2 separate regions of the Anas platyrhynchos genome follow, and region 1 is linked to region 2. A link is a contact called in public Hi-C data. All regions are on one chromosome and are shown on one strand. Each heading gives the region's core, a stretch centred on a gene start, on an enhancer-like site or on the middle of the called end of the contact. The rest is flanking DNA. Distances are from core to core; before and after follow the strand shown. Region 1 holds the start of PARP1 (poly(ADP-ribose) polymerase 1). Region 2 holds the start of PSEN2 (presenilin 2).

The links. A called contact is a pair of places that touch in the nucleus more often than the background predicts.
Region 1: a contact with region 2 is called in a Hi-C map of subcutaneous adipose tissue, with 3 times the contacts expected there. The contact joins the promoter of PARP1 here to the promoter of PSEN2 in region 2. A contact is called at or near these places in 4 of 8 Hi-C or Micro-C datasets (liver, skeletal muscle and subcutaneous adipose tissue).

The regions. Positions count from the first base shown.
Region 1 is chr3:20,079,504-20,083,548 of IASCAAS_PekinDuck_T2T, reverse strand. PARP1 (poly(ADP-ribose) polymerase 1) reads right to left here and starts at 2,057. Exons shown (of 23, transcript XM_038177158.2): 1 at 1,866-2,057. The coding sequence starts at 1,985.
Region 2 is chr3:19,940,290-19,944,443 of IASCAAS_PekinDuck_T2T, reverse strand. It overlaps PSEN2 (presenilin 2), which reads left to right and starts at 1,640. Exons shown (of 11, transcript XM_038176124.2): 1 at 1,640-1,799.

The DNA.
Region 1 (4,045 bases), core at 808-3,307, 140 kb before region 2:
AATCAGTCCTCCTGCAGTGATCAGCACAGCAAAACAGAGGTTGTGGAGAAAGCAGCACAAGTAACAACACTTGACTTGGCTGTTCCAACCTCCTCTGAGACTCCTGCAGCAGAAGAGGCTGCTGGCCTCGCTCTGCAAGACTGCCAAGCAGGACACACAGTCCCTTTGAGGACCACTTCTCAAGCAAACTGGCTCATGACCTGAAGAAATTCCTAAGCGGGCTGCAGGAGGCAGAGGCAAAATTTGAAGGGAACGCCAGAACCCAAAGTCCTGTATCAGGACAGAACCACAACCAAAGTTTTCCCCGAACAACAGCTCTGGAGCTCGCTCTCCAGCCTCATCACGGGAGTGCTCTGCTTTGTTATGACTCAGACACATTAGGTACCAACCTGTCACCGTTCCAGTTACCCATCAGACCAAATAACTGTGCAGCGGTTTGTCTCTGAGCAACGCACATAAACACCTGCTGCACTAACAGCACTCAGCGTGGTGTTATTATTATTACCGATGATAGAGAGTTACTGACCTAGGAAGGCATTCTACATACCACTCTGCAACTCAAGGGATAGCTCTGAGCTGAAAAATCAAAGAGTTTCATGCAGGGGCAGTAAGGAAACAGAAAGGCTTCAAAGATGGGAGCCCCAGTGACAACTGAACCATCAACCAGAACTGTAAAAGGACATGCCTATTTCTTGCCAGACTCTCCCCACAATCAGATTATATGGCTACCCTTTTGGCACCACAGCCACACAGCTGCCACACTGGGGTTGCTCTCAACATTCCTGGAAGTCACACACACCTCCGGCACTCAGTCACACGCTCCTGAGCTACGAGCTCATGTTTGGTGTTTTACTGGAGAACTGCTCATGGCTCTGTCCCTAGCATGAAGGCTTTAGGGGCACCAGCCGGCAGGGTACACAGAAGGGGGCAGATCTCCTTCACCACTTGAGCTGCGCACCTAAAGTGTGACTTCTCTCCGTGCAGGCAATGGAACCTCACAGAATCACAGAATTTCTAGGTTGGAAGAGACCTCAAGATCATCGAGTCCAACCTCTAACCTAACACTAACAGTCCCCACTAAACCATATCCCTAAGCTCTACATCTAAACGGCTTTTAAAGACTTCCAGGGATGGTGACTCCACCACTTCCCTGGGCAGCCTCCAGGCAAGCTAGACTTAGGTTTATGGAATTTCTCCCAGCACACCTCTGTCTACCACAGTTTCTTAAATAAAGTATGAAAAAACAAAAGGGAGACCAATTTGCTTTCTGGCTGCACGTATAGATAACAAACTGCCAAGTTCCAGGTGGAAACAAAAGTCCAAGTCATGATGCTGCTGGAAGACCTGGGTGCCCACAGCATGCCAAACAGTGGAAGTCAGGCTTCCACGCAGAGTTCCTCAGACAGCAATCCAAAGGAAAAGAGCAGATGCAGCAGAAACGGCACCCAGCTGGTGGCGTGCCCTGAGTCTCCTTTTAACCCCCCTGCGCTCTCTGCGGAAACCTCACACGTGGCCGCCCGCAGGGGGTTCCCCGGGAGAGAAGAAAAACGGCCCGCACACAGCGCCCTGCTGGAGCACGGGCCCTGCGCCTGGCGCTGCGCTCCGCAGCGAGGCACAGAAAGTCAAAATAAATAAATAAACAAATAAATAAATAAATAAATAAATAAATAAATAATTAAATACAGGGATGGGGAGCGGAGAAGCGCAGCGAGGGCACGGGGGGAGAGGAGGGGAGCAGGGGGCGCGGGGCCCGGGGAGGAGCCCCTGAGGCGGCTCCGTGAGGGACCCCCTGAGGGACCCGGGCCCAGCCCCCGGCCCCCCCGGCCCCCCCGGCCCCGCTGCCCCCGGGCCGTGCCGTGCGGTACCTGCACCATGAGGGCGAGGCGCAGCGAGTCCTTGGCGATGCTCTCGCCGCACTTCTTGCAGGAGGCGCGGCCGCTCTTGGCGTACTCAGCGCGGTACGGCTTCTCCGACGGCTCCGCCATCCCTGCCCTGCCCCTGCCCCTGCCGCCCGCAGCCGCTGCCTCCCGCCGCCTCACGGCCGCCCCTGCGCCAGGCACCGCGAGCCGAGCGCCGAGCGCAGCGCCCCGCAGCGCAGCGCAGCCGAGCCGGGGCCCGGCCGGATCGACCGCTCGGCAGGCGTCGCGCCGCGCCTGGCAGCGCCTCGAACCTTCCGCCTCGCCGCCTGAGGGGAGGGGGCGGGGGCGGGCAGGCGCGGGCACGCGGCGGGAGCGCGGCGCGGCCCCGCCCCTCAGCATGGCGGGAGGAGGGGGGGGGGCTGAGGGGACGCTGTGAGGCGGCGGCTGTGAGGCGGCCGCCTTCGCTCGGCTCTTCCTCCGCCACCAGCTCGCTGAGTGCGCTAGGTGGAGCTGCGAGCCCGCAGCCGGGCACATCTGGTCCGTGAAGCACCACACGAACACCGCACAGCCTGCACGGCACCCAGTTCCCTCACAGCTGCCTCAGCCTCACTGCACCTCAACTGCCCTCATGGCGCCCCTCAGCAGGGGCAGGTCCCCACACGCAGCCCCAGGGTCTCCCCCCAACAAATGCAGCCTCACAGCAAGCCACGCACACACAAAGGTCCCGAGTCAAGGCAGTGGGTTGTTTAACCCAGCTCCCCACTCGCACAGTGTGCCAGTAGCAGGGCCTGCTCCCCCAAACGCCTCCCAGCCCCCTAAGATTTGGGTTTCCTGCGTAGTGTCCCCAGGGGAAATTGTTCTTCCGTGAGACTGTCCAGTTCCTCTGAATATACCCTTCTGTTTATACAGTGTTTATTTACAGAGTACCAGAAACGGAGATAGGGCTTCTTGTTAGTGTTTCTGCCTTCTGGGGCTGCTTCCACTCCTAAAGCAGGGCAGCACTTTCTAAATAATAAAGTGCTTCTATACAACCTGCATCCTAGAGACCAGCAGGGATCTGTAAAATATCATGAGGTGGCCTACGGAGCCACGCACAGACATTCGCAGGCATGGAAACATGAAAGCATGCAAAAAAAAAGTGACAGGAACAAATGGCTGTTCAAAGTTTAGCCTTTGTTGTTGTTGTTGTGAAGTAAAGCCGCTAAATCAACACTATACAACATGGGTTTGGGTGGATTTTCTTTTTACAAGGGGGTAGGTGGCTCTTTAGTAACGTGTTCAAACAGTGCTTGAAAGGATCAGGTGAGCAGCTCTGTGTATTTTACCTCATTTTGAGAAGTGGTGTACTGGAGTCTGTATGGTTATAACCAGTGTAAGTCTTTCTGAAACAGGAATGCCTACACAAAGAATTACACCGTTATTATTCTAACTTTATTAAAACATAATTTCCTCTGTAGACAAACTGTCATCCTGATTTGTGGTGTTTGCCACAAATATTTGCCAGGTCCTGCTAGCCCCTGCCGTAAATCTAACGGTCTCAGATGGCTTGCCTTTGTCACACCTTTGTCACTCAAGTGCGACACGTGGATCACAACACGTCCCCCTTCCCCTCTCACATGCCAGCATGGGACTAGTGGGTTAGTGCTCACACAGAGCCCTCAGTAACACAAACGGCACTGAGGACACTAGGTTTTGTTGCAAACCAGAGGATGCTCTGTGGCAGCTGTGAGATGCAGCGCCTGCAAGGCCAGTTTCCTAGGCAACCATCCATTTAAGTAAATCTGGTAGTTTAGAAGCCCCAGTATTTGGCTGCTGGGTTTTACAAGACGCTGCAGCAACAGCAGTTAAAGAGGGTAGGATTTTTTTGTTTCCACATATCTAACAATATTCCTGTGTCAGTGGACTGCCAACTTCTGGGATCCTGCTAGATGATGAGTGCCATGAGGACATGCAAGATCAATGTTTTGTTTTTCCTTTCTGTTAGCAGAGCAGGAATTGTGAGCTAGAGAAAGTTTAGAGAAGACAGAGCCAGACCCTTTGGAAAGGTGTACACTAGAAGAAAGAAAGGCAATGGACACAATCTGGAACAGGAAATTTTGACTTTGATATCAGGAAAAAAAAGGTCCTCGTGAGTGTGATAAAGAACTGGAACAGGTGTGCAGGGAGGCTGTGGGATCTCCATCCTC
Region 2 (4,154 bases), core at 391-2,890:
TGGAATGCCAATGTAATAAGGGAAGGGGAAAGGTGGGCAAGAAAAAGCTGCCCTCTACAACTACCTGAAAGTGTGGGGAGCTGGGGGTCGGCCTCTTCTCACAGGTAACTACTGATAGGACTAGAGGGGATGGCCTCAAGTTGCACCAGACAAGGTTCATGTTGGAAATGAGGAGACATTTCTGCTTAGAAAGAGCAGTCAGGCGTTGGAACAGGTTGCCCCAGGAAGTGGTGGTCACTGTCCCTGCAGGTGTTTAAGGAAAGGCTGGATGTGGCACTTAGGGACATGGTTTATTGGGTGACACTGGTGGTAGGGAGGTGGTTGGACCAGATGAAACTGGAGGTCTTTTCCAACCTTAATGATTCTATGAAAAGCGTAAACTACCAAAGATGGCTGTCTGTTACATGACAGAAATGGAGTGTGCTGAGTGAGGAAACAGTGAGGGAGACACTCATGATCCTTAGTGAAAAATGAAGAAGATTCTCCTGTACGAAAACACATTTACTCCTAATTCAGCAAACTACTCCATATGGATGAAACCTACATGTAGCTCCAGTGACTTTAATGGGCCTAGCAACAAGTTCCGATTCTCTGCTAGTGAGGTATACAGCCAAATATGCAGTTTATCAGTTTTCCTAAACTAGTTTTATCTTGGAAAAGAACTTGTCTCTGTGTGCAAAGTGGAGAACCAGGATTACAGGTATAAGACAGCAGTACTGGTCAACAGCAGTCTTATGCAGTAAAATTGGGAAAAAGAATACGACAGTCAAATTAGAATTGGAATCTGCAGGGTTTTCCAATTTGTCCAATGATATACAGTGTGGTATATCACAGTGCAATATACCATGCATATACACCATATACAGTGTGGTATATCATATATTCCACAGTATGGTGTATATATATACCATAGGAATGGTTCACTTGTCACACCTTGCATCTCCTTTAACACCACCCTGCCCTTCCTTCCTTTGTGTGTAAGGTATCAGGGATAGCACCAGGTGAAGCTGGAGCTCTGCCTAAAATACTGAGTGTCTGCACTTGGTGCTCTTCCTAAGCGAAAGCAGCAGGGAAATAAATGACTGCTACAGGGAAATAAATGACTTTCTACAGGGAAATAAGTGACTGCTGCTTTTTATGCCTCTGCCCCCAAAAATGATAAGCAGGTGAGAGCTGCCTGAACCTGAATTTCGTGTTACTGTTGCTTGATAACCTAATAGGCAACAACAGAGGGACGGGAGCGATTTTTGTGATGTTTGAGGAAGTTTGTTTACATGATTACCGTGCTGCTATACTAGACTTGAATTTTAATCAAATAGAGGTCTAAACTTCTCATAACGATTGCAAGTAATGTGAAATAGCTTGTAGTTTTCCTTTATTCACCCCTGATCCATGAGGCAAGCGAAGGTCAGACTGAACTCCAAGACTTGGCCATTTCCCCCAGTCTCTCTGCCGCGCTCCCTATTGCCTTTTTATTTCGGTAACAACCCACACCCTCACATCGCTCTCCCATTCTCGAAGGCCGGGTATACACATTTAAATGCCTCAAAAACACCCCGGGCTCAGCTAACATCACTGGGGCAAGGGACGGCGCCTCCCCTCGCCTCCTGCACGAAGGCAGCGGAGGGGCGGAGGCAGCGGCCGAGTGGCGGCTGCTGTGGTAAATGGGGATGGCGGGCGCCACCCTTCCTTCGGCCGGGGGTGGGGACGGAAGGCTGCGGGGCCAATGGAGGGAAGGGCAGGGCCGAGCAGGGCCGAGCCGGGCTGAAGGGAGCCGAGCCGGGCCGGGCCGAGCGCAGGTGGGCATCGGGGCTGTGGGGTCGGGGGCTTGAGGCGAGCTGAGGCGGGCTGGGCTGGGGGTGGCTCGGCGGCACCGCTGCGGGGGGTGTGGGACCGGCAGCTGTGCTGGGTCATCCTAGGAAGGATATGTGTGTGGTTATGTGTATATATGCATATATGAAATGGAAAATGATCTGTATTTGTTGTTCCCGGAGTGATAAAGCGTCTGTTGTGTCTCTTTCTGAGTGCGCAGAGGTGGCTGGCCGTGTGTTTAGGTGGACAACAAAGCTGGCCCCATGTTGCAGGCCAGCTGAGCTGTGGTGCTCCTGTGTCTCCTTGGGGCAGCTTGTGGTGGGGCCATATTAACTGCCCCTGGTGCCCTGAGCCCTCGGACAGGGTTCAGGAGGACAGCCCGGGTGTCCCCGGTGTGTCCCTGGGGCACCGCCAGCAGGACCAGAACTGGGAGCTGCTCCTCCGTGTGAGGTTGGACCCAGGCTTTGAGGTGTCCCTGGTGTGTGTAGGTCTGTATCCACTCATATTGACTGCTACGGGTTTGGGCCTAGGGCTGGCGAAATAATTCTTCTGACCTTCTTGGGGAAGGGTCCGGTTTCAGCTCTGTCAGCAGAGTAACGCCGTGGCTGCGTGACGTGCCTCTCTGTGGGAAAGTAATGCTAGTGTGTATGTTTTGGCTTTATTTGTTGGCACCAATCTGGAAATTTTTCCTCCTAATTGTTATCCTACCACTTGGAATTGCTGAAAATGTTTTCCTCCCCTGTATGTTAACCAGCAGCTGTGATTACAGGTGAAACTTAGGGGACCATCAGGCCGTCGGTGTCAGCCCAAAGCTTTCTCTCTGTCTAACTGTAGCAAAGGAAAACTGCTTCTCTTCATCTGATTGCTATCAAAGAGAACAATATATATGGAGGAGTTTAAAATCTCAAGTGGATTATTAAATATTATGCCAGCCAGCAGCAGCTGTTCTGTGCTATACCTTACACTGGTAATATTTATCAAGGATGAAAAACATAGCAAACAACTTGGTTTTGTTGCAGCACAGTGATGCTATAGCATGAAATTAAAAAGCAAGCCAGGGCTAGATCCTCATATTCGTTTGAATTGGCCCCATTTCAGTGTAATTGATAGAGTGGATTTATCCCAGTTGAGAGAGATCTCTTGCACAAAACACATACGGAAAGAGAGAAATGGTAACTCCTGCTTCCCTGTAGGCTTCACAAGGCTGCTATAACATAGGGTTTGCTGTAGTCTCACCTCAGCTGCTCCATTATAAGCAATGCTTAACTACTGACCTAGTTTTTGTCCCCTTTCATTTCTGCTATGTGGTTTTGAGAGTTTGGTCTTTTGGTTCTTAAACATCTTGTGATTTTTTTAATGTGTATTAATAGTTTGGATCTATCCACAGAGGAAAACCTTGCCTGATGTCCTGTGGCTTACTGGGTCAATTTGAAGACTATCTGGCACCCAGTGTTTCTGTCCTTCATTGGCTTTATTTAGTAGACCATGCTCTGTCATGTGAATATAAATTCAGCTTGCATTTCATCCTTCTGAAAGCTCCTCTTGTGGTATAGCCAGAAGGCAATTGTGCTTGTCTCAGCCCTCTACTTTGCTTCCCTAATCTGTCCTTTCCCCTCTTCAGCTCAGTCTAGGGAAACACATGGTCTGTATGCACTGATCTATTTAAAATGACCAGAAAAATGACCATATCCAGGAAAGAAGGTTGTGCTGACTGTGTGGCTGTGAGTGACCAGTGTGGTCCTTCCTCCCTGAAATCAGTGACGGTGTAAACCAGAGCTCTGTCTGGCGGCCAGCACAGCCTTGGTGCCAGTTAGTGCAACTCAGAGGGGTAAATGGTGGTGTTAGACAAACTGCACTGGGGTTGGTGGTAGGGCATAGGGCTCCTGCCTCTGTAAGCCGTTCACCAAAGAGCCCTGCTTGGCCCTGTGCTCCTCTTTCCTCCTCTGGGCACTGGGTCTGGGGCTGCTTGGGCAGCCAGCCTGGGAGCCTGTCATACTGAAACCTGGCTCAGCGAAAGCTATGGCAAGCAAGCACCTGTTGTCTCTTCAAAAGAACTGGGTTGCTGATGAGCACCTGGTGCTGGCACAAGAGACAGGGTGGTGGGACAACTCATTGGCAGTAGCACAGATTTAGGTCACTTTCAGGTACCTGTGAATACAACTTTGGAGATGAAAAGCATTGTAGCATCTTTGCTTTTATCCTTTTTGAGAGGGAATAACAGAAAATATCTGGCGATATTACAACAGGAGACTCTTCCCATGTAATTATGAGGGTTAGAAGTTACTGGTGTGTTTTTGCTACCTGTATAATTCTTCCAGTGGGTACAACTAGGATGGTGAAAG